Regions from separate parts of the Mus musculus genome. Here regions 2 and 3 are each linked to region 1. A link is a contact called in public HiChIP or PLAC-seq and promoter capture Hi-C data. All regions are on one chromosome and are shown on one strand. Each heading gives the region's core, a stretch centred on a gene start, on an enhancer-like site or on the middle of the called end of the contact. The rest is flanking DNA. Distances are from core to core; before and after follow the strand shown.

Region 1 (4,383 bases), core at 1,030-3,529:
TTCAGTCTTCATAAATAGATGTTTGTGTATACATACATACATACATACATACATATGTATACATACACACACACGTGTGTGTGTGTGCTTTAAGTAGGTTTTGAGACAAGCTCACTCTGTAGCTCAGGCTAGCCTAGAGTTTGTGATCCTCTGCCTCTGCCTCCTGAGCATTGAATGTATAGATTTTTATGTTCTTGTTTTTATGTGACTCTCCCTGCATGTACAGGTCTCAGGCTATATCCACTGAGATGTGAGAGTCTGGGTTTGAATAACTTGAAAAGGCAGAGAGGGTATGTGTGTGCTGGCTGGCCTCCCTGAGAACAGTGAAAAGCCGCCTCCTCCACTCTGTCCACTAGGTGGCGGTCACAGCCAAAGGACTCACAGCCTTTGTGGCGCTTGTGAAGTCTTTCCATGAGTGATAGTAAAGGAATTTTATGCACGAGGCTGCCCCTGAGATGTGAAAATCCAGCTCACGTTGCTTGATGATCAAACCCTGAGCCCCAGATGACCTGGGAAGCTCGGGAGAGGAAGTTGGCAGGCAAGGAGACGGAGATATGGAGACAGGGATGGCCTTGCCAGGACTGAGGTGGCTGCATTTTCAAGAGCATCCCTGGTTGCTGTTTGTGTTTCTATTCGGTGCTCCTTGACTAGAAATAGAGACGTTTTTAATGATACAGTGTATCCATGTATCCAGTCAGACAGCTACAGACTTAGAAACAAATCATTTTAAAGGAGAAAAAAAATATTTCCAGCTCCCACAGGGAGGTTGTCACCCACAGCATTTTGCTGTTAGTTTGTTGTTCAGTTTTTTTTTTCTTCTTTTATTATTATACATAAGTACACTGTAGCTGTCTTCAGATGCACCAGAAGAGGGCACCAGATGGTTGTAAGCCGCTATGTGGTTGTTGGGATTTGAACTCAGGACCTTCGGAAGAGCAGTCAGTGCTCTTACCCACTGAGCCATCTCTCCAGCCCCTGTTGTTCAGTTTCTTATAGGGCTAGAATTGGAACGTGGGCCCCACACTGGCTTTCTCTGATGCCTGTGTAGAAAGAGGAGGCTGCGCCTGTGCTGTTCCAAGTAGACTTTGTCTCTCTGGTTTGTTTGTTTGTTTGTTTGTCTTGGTTTTTTCTTTGAGTGTCGCCTACTTGCACCACCGTGATGATTATTTTACTCATGGCAATCTTCTTGCCTCTGCCTCCTGTGTAGTGGGATGGTTTATTTTGAAGTGCCCATCATTGGGATCTGTGGTCATTTGTGTTACTAGTTCCTGGGAGCACTGTTTGAAATTCATAATTACCGCGTCAGAGGGTGGGAACTTTTTATTTTTATTTTTATTTATTTATTTTTTGAGACAGGGTTTCTCTGGGAACTTTTAAAGTATCAAATACCTACCAGGAAAGGGACCCAGGGTTCCTTCTGTATCTAATGGTGAGGACGACACAGTGGGCTATGCCCATGGCAGAATAAGAAGACTGGGGGACATGACGCAAACGTCTCTGAAGTTGGGGGATCAACAAGGCTCTGTTTCCTCTCTGTCACCCTCAGTGATGCCCAAGGGCCTCAGGAACCTGCTTAGACTCCTTCCTCTCCCTCTCCTGGTTCTTTTCCATCCTTCCTTCTGCTCTGAGGCTGAGGCCCCACTGTCACGTCCCCCATCTGTGCCGAAAGCAGCTCTGAGACTGGAGTGTGAACACTCACAGAGCTTTGTATGATCTGTCCCCCAGGGCTCCGAGTGGAATGCATCCAATCTGGAGGAGCTGCAGGGCTCAGGGTAAGTCTGCTCCCGTCTTCCCCATCTCTCCAGGCAGCGTAGGTAGCCACTGCCTTGGCCTGCCCGCCTCATGGCCTCTGTCCGGTCTCTGCAGTGGCTGGAGGGGCTCATGTGCTTCAGAGTACTACACACAGTAACCCATGATTTGTAGATCCTTCCTGGAGTCTTAGGTGATTGTGGGGGTCTTGGAGCAGCTGAGTCACACCGGGGAATGTAGGACAGCCTGGCCCTAGGCAGGCTCTGAGCTCCTTCCCACAGCCCCACTCCCCAGAAGAATTGCCGAAAACCATTGTTGGAGAGTTACTGTAACAAACCATTGCATGGACACACACACACACACACACCCCTGTTGGCCTTGTATCGAGTCAGCAACTCTGAGAACTGAGCCACCCCTGGTAATCCTTTGGTTCTTGGTGGGAATCTTCTCGTGACCGAACAGTCATCGCTGGGCAGGAACTTGCCTGTCTCTGAGAAGTGCTCAGTAGCAGGAGTGAACCTTTGAGCTAAGCCCTTCAAGGAAGCTGTCACAAAACCACCGTTCTGTGGTCTGATAAGCTGGCCTTCTTGAACCAACTGCAGTTGAAAACTGAGACTAAACAGAGCTTAAAAGTATATCCTTAGAACTTCCGGTCAGAGGTATCCACCACCACCCCCCACCCCCCCAGCAGAGTGCCTGGCCAGCGTGCGGTCAGACCTCACGCTTTCGTCTTACTGGGAATAAATGCATGATTCAGGGAACTCTCTTGAGATGTTGTTACTTAGGGTGAAAGCTATTTGAGACCCTTTCCAGTTACCAAAATTGTTTTGGTTTTCAGGAAATGAGTGTACTGGTTAAGGGTGGAGGCTGTGGAGTCTGGGTTAGCAGATGCTCTCAAATAGGACAAGAGTTACAGAAGGCACAGTCTGCCTTTTAACTCTTTTAAGAGCAGAGGTTTGGTTTTTAAGACAGTATCTTGCTCTATAACCCAAGCTGGTCTTGAATGTATTAATAAGTAAGGGGGTTTTGATATGACATGGGTTATTTTCGAGTAAGACATTCTTGTCCTATGAATAAAACTCCTGCAAAAATGACCACTAAGCAAAAATAAAAAAACAAACAAACCTCTCTCCCAAAGCCATGCCTTGTGGTCTGCACATCCTTTGACTTTCTGTCCGCAGGTTTTTGTTACTTTGTTTTCCCTGTTCCTCATTCTGGCTGGCTCTCTGGGCCCTTTGCTTCTTTTTCAGAGTTGACTACATTTTAAATGTCACTAGAGAAATAGACAATTTTTTCCCCGGCTTGTTTGCGTACCATAACATCCGCGTGTACGATGAGGAGACCACAGACCTTCTTGCCCACTGGAATGAAGCTTATCATTTCATAAACAAAGCGAAGTAAGTGTGTGGGAAGGCGGCCTTGGGAGGGACGGCAGCGGCAGGAATGAGTGGCGGGCCAGATAAGGAAGCTAACCTCGCAGTGGAAGTGGGCAGACAGGATCTTAGGGGAGGTAGGACTGTCTGGTGGACCTTTGTTTTAGCTACAGAACACCAGGCACTAAAGTGGGCAAGTAGCAATCAGCCCTCTCCATAGGGCGCCCTCACGTTCTCTTCCACCTGCCCTTGAGTGTGACATTGAATCCAGTGTTCAGCATCAGTGCAGACACCAGCCAGGCTTCAATACCCAAAAGCCAATGGGGCGCTCTCTCCAGGAAAGGGCCGGTATATGCTGGTCTTAGGGCTCTTGGACAGTTCCCCCAAGGAATGCAGGCTGTATCCTCTCCTGGGGTAGTTCCATGGGGTAGAACAGGGCAGCCCTGGGGCCCCTCCTTACTCTCCTTTGGAGCAGCTGTTGTATTGGCGTTCAAAGCAAAGACTCTGCCCACCCCCTTTCCCCAACTCCCACTCCCGCGCTGTGGAGAAAAACCTTCTTACTTAGAAACCTCCCAGTCAAAGCTACAAGGTGTATCCTTACCAAACCCTACTTTTTCTTGCTTTTCCAGAGCACAGACTCCTTGCCTGTGAGTTTAGAGCTGCGAAGTAGGGGGTAGGGGAGCGGGGGCTGGAATTGTAAACCTGGTATAGGAAACAGGAGCTTGCCAGGCCCCACCCTAGCTTCCCGGCTGCAGCCTCTGCCAGCCTGGCATGCCTTCACCTTCCCAGCAAGGAGAGGGTCACTGTTCCTTGTGTATCTCGTAAATCAGCTGCGCCTGGGCCAGCACAGCCTTCTTAAAAGTGGCAGATCGGCTCCATCTTCCCCCTGGCTCTGATCTCTCTTGGCCAGATTGCTCTCATGCCTCCAGGCTCGCTCTCTCTCCCCAGGGCGCAGCGTTTTCGTCTCTCTGGCTGGCCCTGGTTCCCGACAATAGCTCATTCAGGGCCTCCATCTGCTGTCAAAGCTCAGTGGCTTTTGTAGAACTCCCATTAACTGTCCAGGAGCTGCCCAGGAGGCCACTGTAGGTAGCCTCACCTATCCCGGTGGCAACAGAGGAGATTCTGGGTTTCCTGCAGCACGCATTGGAAAGCTGGGCCAGGCCATGCAGATTCATCTGTTCTCCCATTGTGTGCTAGTAGATCTCATGGCAAAGATATTTCCTGTAGAAGGTGTGTTAGACCTAAGACAGAGAAGGGTTGG
Region 2 (4,610 bases), core at 766-3,265, 150 kb after region 1:
GAAGGAAAGAAAGGAAGAAAGGAAAAATGAAAAGGAAGAAAAAGACATCACATTGGGGCAAGGTAAAGGATGTAGGGTGGGGTGGGAACAGGCAAGGGTCTGCACAGACCCTATGTAGAGTTGCAGGAGGGACTTGAACATTCGTAAGCGCTGGAAGCAGCCCCAACTAGCAACAAGGTAGGACCTTCCCCTCCTTGGGGCAGAAGACAGAGGTGTGTAGATCCCTGATCTGGGGCCTAGGCTCTCAGTACCCCAACCTTTGTTCTACTCTGCGATTGTGTTATGAAGGCTTCTGTGTATTGCTAGTGGGGACAGAGACCTTAGCTGAGGACATGATTGTCCTTGGTCACCCTGGCGAGCCTTCACCCAGGGAAGGGAAGAGGCCAGAGGACACTGAGCTGACTGCCCTAGCCTTTTGCACTGCTGCTGGACAAGGAGGGAGGGTGAGGCGAGGGTGTCACCGAGGCGAGTAGGAAACTCCCAGAAGATTCCAGGGTGTATTAGCCTCCCTGCCTGGCTCCCCTGTGGTCCTCTCCTGACATGGAACCCTCTCTGGTTTGTGGAAGGGCACCTCACACCCCGTGATGAGTCTTGGCGCACACAGCTCTAGAAGCCTGTGAGTTCCTAGAGGCAGGTCTGTGTCTGTGTCTTGACTGGCTGGGTCCTGCTCAGCTCTGTCTGATCTTCAGTGTCAGGGTGTGTCAGCCATTTACTGAAACAAACAAGTGAATGAGTGAGTGAATGAATGAATGAGTGGATGAGTGAGTGAGTGGATGAGTGAGTGAATTAATGAGTGAGTGGATGAGTGAGTGAATGAATGAATGAGTGAGTGAGTGAATGAGTGAGTGAATGAATGAGAGGACGAGTGAGTGGATGAGTGAGTGAGTGAATGAATGAGAGGATGAGTGAGTGAATGAATGAATGAGTGAGTGAATGAATGAGAGGATGAGTGAGTGAATGAATGAATGAGTGAATGAGTGAGTGAATGAATGAGTGGATGAGTGAGTGAGTAGATGAGTGAGTGGATGAGTAAATGAATGAATGAGTGGATGAGTGAGTGAGTGGATGAGTGAGTGAATGAATGAGTGAGTGGATGAGTGAGTGAATGAATGAATGAGTGGATGAGTGAGTGAGTGAATAAATAAGAGGACGAGTGAGTGAATGAATGAATGAGTGAGTGAATGAATGAGAGGATGAGTGAGTGAATGAATGAATGAGTGAGTGAATGAGTGAGTGGATGAATGAGTGAGTAGATGAGTGAGTGGATGAGTGAATGAATGAATGAGTGGATGAGTGAGTGAATGAATGAATGAGTGAGTGAATGACTGGATGAATGAGTGAGTGGATGAATGAATGAGTGAGTGCCAGGTCCCATGGATCAGTTACCTATGGTGCTTCAGGGTATTTGAACTCCCCACCCCCTCTCCACTTCTGTGGAATGGGCTCATAGCTTCTGCTCAAACTGCCCTACTAGGGCTTAGTGAGGTCTCAGAGTTCAGGATGTCAGTACCTCAGGGAGTACCCTGACCCCCTAAGAATGGAGAAACTGAGGCCAGGGGAGGAAGGGCCCGGGCAGTGCCTGATCTCAGCATCCCCAGGTTTCCCTGAGACACCCCCACTCCCACTCTGCACCCTAAGCTTGGAAATCCTGAGTCACAGCTGGATTGGGCCACGCCACGGAGATTTTTTCCTTCCCACTTCCAGGGGCCCCAGATCTTCCTGACCTCATCCTTCAGGGAGTGTGGGGGATGGGACGGACCTCAGCTCAGAGTTCTGGGAACGTTCTCCTGGAAGCCCCTCTGTCTGTCAGTCTGTCTGAGCCTGCCCAGGGGACCTGAGGTCAAGAAGAAGCAAGCTTGGAGTGTGAAGAGGGTGGGACTGTGGGTGGCCCGGCATAGTCCCGCCCCACACTGTCCCCACCCCAAGCCCTCTTAATGAAATCAAGCTGGCCCTCCAGCCCAGCAGGGAGGAGGAAAGGGGAGGGCCTGGAGGCCGAGGCGGGCAGGCACCAGCCAGAGCAGCTGGCGGCAGACGGCAGGCAGACAGTCAGACCGTCTAGCGGGCCTGGCTTGCCTACCTGGCAGCTGCACCCGGTCCTTCACCCAGAGCTGGTAAGTCTCTGCCTCCTGCTGCTGGGGACTCTTGGAGAACTCCGCAGAATCCCTAAGTGTGCGTGCAATCTGTGTGTGTGTTTGAGGCCGTGAGCACCCATGTGATTAGATATGTGATTAGATGTGTGAGCATGGATGAAGGCGGCACGCGTGTAGTTGGGATGTAGAGAGGGTGCCAGGGCGACGTTTCCAGGGCCAGTGTGCTGCTGGTGTAAACTTGTATTGTCCCGTGTGTTGCGGTAGGCTGTGTTTGGGATGTCTGATGCACCACTTGGAATACTTGTGTGTGTGTGTGTGTGTGTGTGTGTGTGTGTGTGAGCTTATGTGTAGACTCTGAGACCTCAGGCTCCTTCCAAGCCTCTTCTTGAGGGACCAGGACCCTGTCCTTGCAGGCAGGCCCTGAGGGAATAGGCTAGGCATACAATGTTTCAGCCACAGCCCCCCCCCCCCCAGTCTCCTAATTGAAGCCAGGTTTCTGTGGCCTGCCTCTCCATCACTGGCCATCCGTTTCTGAGTGAGGGCTGGTAGAACAGAGGCTCTGGGTTAGCTGTCTCAGGTCCTTGGGTACCCAGTCCTTCCTTCGGGGTGGATTCGCCTCATCTGCATATTCATGGACATCTCAATTTAAAACAGAAGCTCTTAAGACAGAGGGTCTAGCAGGGAGAGCATACTGGACAAGTGCATCCACTTGCTAACATTTATTACATGCTAGGCACTGCTGTGACCTGTCCCCATTGCGCAGATGTGGAAACTGGAGCTCAAAGGGTTGACATGCCCAACCCTTTGGGAGGGTATAGTCGAGCTGTTCTGAGCCACCTCTCCATCAGGGGCTCTCTCTGTTGGGCAGGCTGTTTACAGTCTGACTGAGTTCCCTCTGGTGCGAATCCTGAGTGCTTGTATAGGAGCAGGCAGGCAAAGGACGTCTGGCACATCAGCAATCATTTCAGACCTGTTCAGGTCAGTTCTTCTGTTCCCCAGAGGGGAAACTGAGGCTTGGAGAATTTAAGGGTCCCATGACCATCTCCATGCAGACCTGAGTCCTCTTGTTTAGTCACCTGCTACCTTTCTCTGGGAGCAAGGAGAGACTGGGGGGGGGGGTGAAGTTCTGAGAGTAGGGGGTCTTGTTCTTCAGAGACAGGAATGGTTTCTGCTTCTTCTTCTGCACCCCTTTGGCTGATTGCAAGTGCCACAGAGAGGTCAATGCTTTCTTGGATCCCCATTGCGGTCTACACGTGCGTGTTCATGCACACGTGTGTGCACGTGTATTCTGCTCTTTTGCTGGGGATGCGGAGCGGGGTGGGGGTGGGGGGGACGACGACAAGTGAGGACAGCCGTGGATCCGCAGAGGGGAAAAATCTGGCTTCTCCTGCAGCATTCCATTCCTGAGTTCTAGCTTTCCTGTGGGACCGACCCTGTGCTGGCACTTCTAGAATGTTCTCTCGCACAGTCCCGACAGCTCTTTGAGTATCAGCGTGGAGTCATCCTGCCACTGCCCATTTGCAGATGGGCAAAGTGAGATTGAGAGGAGACAGCTGGCAGATTTAGACAGGATGGAACCAGGGAGATCTAGCCAGACCAGTGGCTTTTCAACTGATGCATCTGAGGACTTCTCCGGTGCTGTGGCATTGTGGTCACGGTGGCCTGTCCCTCTGGAGCAACAGCCCTCACTAGCCACAACCATATTTTTAGACGACATCATAATATGTAGCTCAGGATGATTTTCGAATGTGCAACCCTGCCTCTGTCTCCCGGGTGATGACCCAGGGCTGTGGTGTAGTTCAGCACGCACAAAGCTCTCAGTCCAGTTCCCAGCACCACCCCAAAAAGGGGAGCATGCTAGGTCAGTTAAATTCTTGCCAAGAAAAAAAATTCGAACTCCAGTTCAGGCCCATCGTCCGGGCATAGTTAGTCATGTGTGCCCCAGATCTCAGCCTTGAAAGGTCAGGGATAGGGAACAGCCTAGATACTTGTGATTCTCCACTCCTAGGGAGAGATCTCCTGGGCGGGGGTGGGGGATAGTACCCCAAATTAGCCTCTGGCTTCCATGTGCACGCACATACATGCACACCGTCATAGCACGTGGGTGCCCACACCTGAGAGAGGATTCAAATCCCAGCCCAGTCACTGATCACCTGTCCGTCCTTGAACACGTCACTGTCCATTTTGAACATGAGGGTGTGTCCACTGTGGGACTGAATCCCGTGGGATCAGGACCCATCACTGTGCAGGGGCCCGGGACTCAGCAACAGAGCGCTTGCTTAGTGCACACGAGGCTCCCCTCGCTCTCGCTCTCGCTCGCTCGCTCAGCAGAGAAAGAGAAACATAAGCAGAGGTCCCTTCGGTAATTTAACCACTTTAGAAAAGTTTTTTTTATTATTATTATTACATTTACATCTCTATAAGGAGGCTGCACAGGCCACGGGTGGATGCCTGGAGGTCAGAGGTCATCACCCGTGGGAGATGATTCTCCTCTACCCTGTGAGTCCTGGAGATCGGACT
Region 3 (4,679 bases), core at 828-3,327, 230 kb after region 1:
GCATGTTTTGTCCAATGACGCTTGCCAGCACCCTGTCAACAGAGACACGGGTATTTCCCCTTGCTCTTTTGGTACCCATGCTATCCTCACAGAAACATGCCTAGGGCATCTGGAGAGCATCCCAGAGCAGCCCTCCAGGGGAGACGCAAGAGACACCCACAGGGAGAGAGGAGGAAGAAAGACTGGCTGTCCCAACTGAGGTCGCCAGATACCAACCAGAAAGACTGGAAACTGTGTGGGTGAATCCAGCTGGGGCCAGAAGAATTCCAGCCAGCCTTCAGACTCAGGGAGGCAGCCACAGAAAGAAGAGTTTTCAGCCACTGAATTTTCCCAGCACTTGTTACACAGCAGTATTGTGGCAACCGGTACCTGCTACATTTGTATCCTGCAGAGACTGCCTTCCTCCTTCCAACCAATGTTTATTGAGCAGTTACTATGTACCTGGGTTACAGCAGTGTGTAAACCTAGACATAGTTTCTACCCTTAATTTTTTCTAGCACTGCCCTTGGTACCATCAGGCATCTAGAGAGACAGAAGTTCAGTAAGAGGAGACTAGTTTCGGGGTCCCACGCACTACGGGCAGATCTGAGAAGGTCTCCACAGACCGCTTCATGAGGATTTCTCTGCTTCCCTTGTTAACTGGTCCCTCTGCCACTGTGGGAGTCACCTCCGGTAGAAGCAGCTTCCTTCCCCGTGATGGGGATCCGTCCATGGTGACGTGTGTCCTCAGGCTGGCCTTGAGTCACTTACGGAGAGTGAACAATTCTCGGTGTGTTTTTTTTGTAAGGCGAGAGGATTTATGTATTGCTAAGTTTGATGTATTGTTATAAATTATGCTTTGGTTTCAGGCCTGTTTAAAAAAAAAAGTTCAGTGTTTCTTTGAGTTCTGGGAAACATGCTGTAAATAATTTGGTGCTTCTTGGCCAGCAGTTCCTCTCGTAATATAAAGTCGTGTCGGCATCTATATCTTCTTATATCTTAAAAATACCTATTTCCTCTCCTTTCTCACAGCAGGGGTGGGGAGGGGAGAAGAAGCGAATGGCATTTTCTGGGTTCTCCCGGGTCTTGGAGGAATCTGTCTGTGTCCTCCAGGCCTGTCTTTCTGCTCCCGGCTGCCTACCTGACTGAGGTGACCTGCGACCTCAGCATTCAACCCGGTGCACTCCCACGCCCTCTTCCCCTTCAGTGTCCATTCTGAGGACACTTGTTTGTGGCACACTGCTGTGACGAGCCATGAAAGGGAAGTGAGCAACCCTGCGTCAAAGGTGGTGGGCAGCTCTCCCGAGGCTCCCCGTCAGCTTGTCCTCTGGCAAAGTGCTTCTGTCTACGGAGCTGCCTCACCTACCACCTAAGTCCTTACCTTAAAAAAAAAAAAAAAAAAGCAACAAGCTCTAAAGAATTAAAACATATGTTTGAGATCATAACGTAGTTATACCATTTCCCCTTCCATTTGCTCCCATGTCCCCACCTCTTCCTTTTGAGTTCATGGTCTTTTTTTAAAAAACATTTATTTATTTACTTTATGTATGTGAGTACACTGTAGCTGTACAGATGGTTGTGAACCTTCATGTGGTTGTTGGGAATTGAATTTTAGGACCTCTGCTTGTTCCAGTCAACTCTGCTTGCTCAGGCCCAAAGATTTATTTATTATTATACATAAGTACATTCACTGTAGCTGTCTTCAGACACACCAGAAGAGGTCATCAGATCTCATTAGGGGTGGTTGTGAGCCACCATGTGGTTGCTGGGATTTGAACTCAGGACCTTCGGAAGAACAGTCGGTGCTCTTAACCGTTGAGCCATCTCACCAGTCCCCGTTCATGGTCTTTTTAATTATTATATACTCCTAAATACACAAACACAGCCTGCTCTGTCTGTACAATGTTACCCGTACACAACACAGTCAACTTAAAAAGCCCTTAAAAGAGTCTCAATGACTGTTAATGAGTGGCACCTGTTCGACACATCGATGACGACATCTTGAGATAGGGTTTTCTGGAGAGCCACTGAGAAAACTGTGCAGTGCTCTGGCGCCCGATTTAGAATGTTTGTCCTCAGGCCTAACTGTCGATTGCCGAGGCTGCCTCCTGGTTAGGCTGGGAGTTGTTTGGGTGAGCAGTGGCTGGGCCCTGCTCTTCGGCTAGCTCCCAGGTGGGCGCCTCCGCGGATGACTTTTATCGACCAGCAGGTGGCGCTGTTGACAGGCAAATTGGCTCCTGTGAGTACCGAGTTGGAACCCTCCCTGGTTGGATTTGTCGCTAACTGGCTGGTGAGCTGTTGACCTGTCCAGAAGTAGGCAATTGTGTGCCTTAAAGGATATATCTTGTCCATAATCCACGGATAAGTCGATTCTGCTCCTGATTCCCCCACCCCCACCCCCCCGGTTCCCTACTAGTAAGAGCTCTGTCAGGTCCATCCCTGCAGTAACTTTCTTTCTGCATCCAAAGGCCGGGCAGGTCATACAGCTGGTTCTGGGTTAGGACTCAGACCCTTGCTGAAGGATACTGTAGAACACGTTCCCTCTCTCACAGGCTACAGCCGCTGCCCATGGAGGTGGTGACTGAATCGTGCCAGTGGGGAGTCGGAGCAGATGCAGTCCGAGTTGAATGTATGCAGTATGAGCCTTGGTGGTCCATCAGTGAGGGACTTGGGGGACCGTTTGTTAGAGCACCCTAACCTGACCTGCCTGTTCAAGACAGGGTGTGTGAGAGCAGGTGTTGATGAAAGAAAAGAATCCGGGATATCTCAGACAAGGCTGGTTCATCACTGTGAGAGAGGATGGGATCGGGCTAGGGTGGGGGAGGGGCAAACGTCGGATTCAGCTGTGTGGGGGAGTGCAAGGTCAAGGTGATCCCTCTAAAGGCGACTGGAGAACAACCCCAGGCTAAGGGTTGCTGGAGGTTGCCCTTTAAAGACTATCACAGTTTGATGTTGGAGAATGAATTCTATCTATTCAACTCTCACACAACGGGTCTCTTTCCAGGGTACAAGGGAAGCCAAGGCTTTCTGCTGGCAATGCTGGCTATAACAGACCTGGCCACATGGCGCTCAGCTGGCCCCACAGCAGGTGGAACTTCCCTTCTCCTGCTCCAGGGCCCAGCATCTCAGCAGGAGACAGATTGCATCAGCTGTCCCCAGACTGGCAAGAGGTAAAACTGGATCCTTCCTCCTAGATTTGCAGAGTGGTCCAGGCTCAGTAGAAAGGGTTCTTTGGAAGCCTGTTAGATGGGTCAGCCAGGGGAAGTCTCTCTCCTTGGGGGAACCTCAGGAAGGGGGCAGCCATGCAGGCTAACACACGGTTCTCAGAGCCTTGCAGGTAGAACCCAGAACAGGAGCGCCAAGGACGGGCGATAGAGGCAAACTTAGCTTTCTTTGCAGAACATAGGAGCCTGGCAAAAGCGTCAATTTCTCTCTCACAGCGTCATTTCTCTCTCTCTCTCTTTCTGTTTTTTTGAGACAGGGTTTCTCTGTGTAGCCCTGGCTGTCCTGGAACTCACTCTGTAGACCAGGCTGGCCTGGAGAACTCAGAAATCCACCTGCCTCTGCCTCCTGAGCGCTGGCCATTTACATTTCAGTTCACTGAAATTAATTATAATGAAAATTTAAATACAATGGAAAAAAAATCAGTCCCTCAGTTGCATGAACCACATTTTCAAAGTTCAGTGGCTCTGTGTGGCCGATGGTCACCTGGCGGGGTATGGGGGACAGCACACAGAGTGTCACCACCATCATTGTAGGTTTTGTTCCAAAATCTGAGGCAGGGATGCTTTCAAGTAAAGTTGCGGGGGTGGGAGGAGGGTCTTTCCCAGCCTGACCTTTAGGGGCCTGGTGCATGTCCCCTTGTCCCAGCAAGGAAGTTCAGGATCACCATTATACTGTAGCTGCGCTGCCTTTTGAGTCTCTCTCAATCTGGAACATTCCTCAGACTCTCTTTGACCCTCCCCTCCCCACGCCCCACCCCCCACCCTCATGACCTGGACTAGACACTGTTTTGGCTTTTGAGTCAGCGTCCTGTGTGTTCCAGGCTGGCCTTGGCCTTGAGCCCAGTGTAGCTGAGGATGCCCTGACCCTCCCGCCTCCATCTGAGTCCTGGGGTTACAGGCATGTGCCACTGTACCATTTGACCTGGACGGTTCTGAAGAGAACAGGCAGTCACTTCATGGGCCACCCCGTGTGTGTGTGTGCGTGTGTGTGTGTGTGTGTGTGTGTTGTTGTTGTTGTTGTTTCTGTGTGATTAGGTCCAGGCTGTGCATTTTTTATGGGAATGGCAGGAGAGAGAGGTCTTGTCCTCTTGAAACTTTTATTCTCTATGAAAGGGAAGTGCTTTTAAAGATTTATGAGTATGTGTGCATGCCTGCACGCACGTGTGTGTGTGTGTGTGTGTGTGTGTGTGTGTGTGTGGTGTACTGTATGCATGCAGTACCCACAGTGGCCAGCAGAGGCCGGATCTATTCCATACTCTCCCTTCCCTGCTCTTCCTCTCCTTTTGTTTCTTCCCCTCTCACAGCTGACTTTCTATTTTTATGTTCTTTGCACTTGCACACAAACATATGCATATATACACAAACATATGCATACACACATACACACAAAGCACACACATGTACTCATATATATATATATACATACATTCTCATGCACATACACAAACATACACATGTCCACATGCATACATATAC

What was found. Promoter capture Hi-C pulls out the DNA fragments that hold promoters and counts their contacts. HiChIP or PLAC-seq counts read pairs in DNA pulled down with a chosen protein or histone mark.
Region 2: a promoter capture Hi-C map of hematopoietic stem and progenitor cells shows a contact between it and region 1, with 2.6 times the contacts expected there. The contact joins the promoter of Tmem119 here to the enhancer-like site in region 1. A contact is called at or near these places in 10 of 39 promoter capture datasets (3T3-L1-derived adipocytes, the HPC-7 cell line, HPC-7-derived erythroid cells and 5 more), 4 of 484 Hi-C or Micro-C datasets (CD8 T cells, brain, cerebral cortex and 1 more), 4 of 115 datasets of contacts at active chromatin or transcription factors (the HPC-7 cell line, bone marrow-derived macrophages, embryonic basal ganglia and 1 more) and 2 of 9 other capture datasets (adipose tissue and liver).
Region 3: an H3K27ac HiChIP or PLAC-seq map of microglia shows a contact between it and region 1, with 5 times the contacts expected there. The contact joins the promoter of 1700069L16Rik here to the enhancer-like site in region 1. A contact is called at or near these places in 4 of 484 Hi-C or Micro-C datasets (B cells, the MNK3 cell line, granulocyte-monocyte progenitors and 1 more), 2 of 115 datasets of contacts at active chromatin or transcription factors (large pre-B cells and microglia) and 3 of 9 other capture datasets (adipose tissue, liver and pancreatic islet).

Annotation. Positions count from the first base shown.
Region 1 is chr5:113,950,642-113,955,024 of GRCm38.p6, reverse strand. It overlaps Ssh1 (slingshot protein phosphatase 1), which reads left to right. Exons shown (of 15, transcript NM_198109.5): 11 at 1,726-1,772; 12 at 3,000-3,146. Among named protein-coding and RNA genes, the nearest start is that of Gm52826, 22 kb to the left of the region's middle. Within about 2 kb of position 2,279, at least 79 of the 459 cell types and tissues checked have an H3K27ac peak or open chromatin away from gene starts, as enhancers often do. A contact at or near this core is called in CD8 T cells, the HPC-7 cell line, the MNK3 cell line and 4 more, where this site is marked.
Region 2 is chr5:113,797,801-113,802,410 of GRCm38.p6, reverse strand. Tmem119 (transmembrane protein 119) reads left to right here and starts at 2,015. Exons shown (of 2, transcript NM_146162.3): 1 at 2,015-2,111. Gm42004 (a long non-coding RNA gene) reads right to left here and starts at 1,845. Exons shown (of 5, transcript XR_878692.2): 1 at 1,760-1,845.
Region 3 is chr5:113,722,170-113,726,848 of GRCm38.p6, reverse strand. 1700069L16Rik (RIKEN cDNA 1700069L16 gene) reads left to right here and starts at 2,077. Exons shown (of 3, transcript NR_033216.1): 1 at 2,077-2,218; 2 at 2,984-3,149.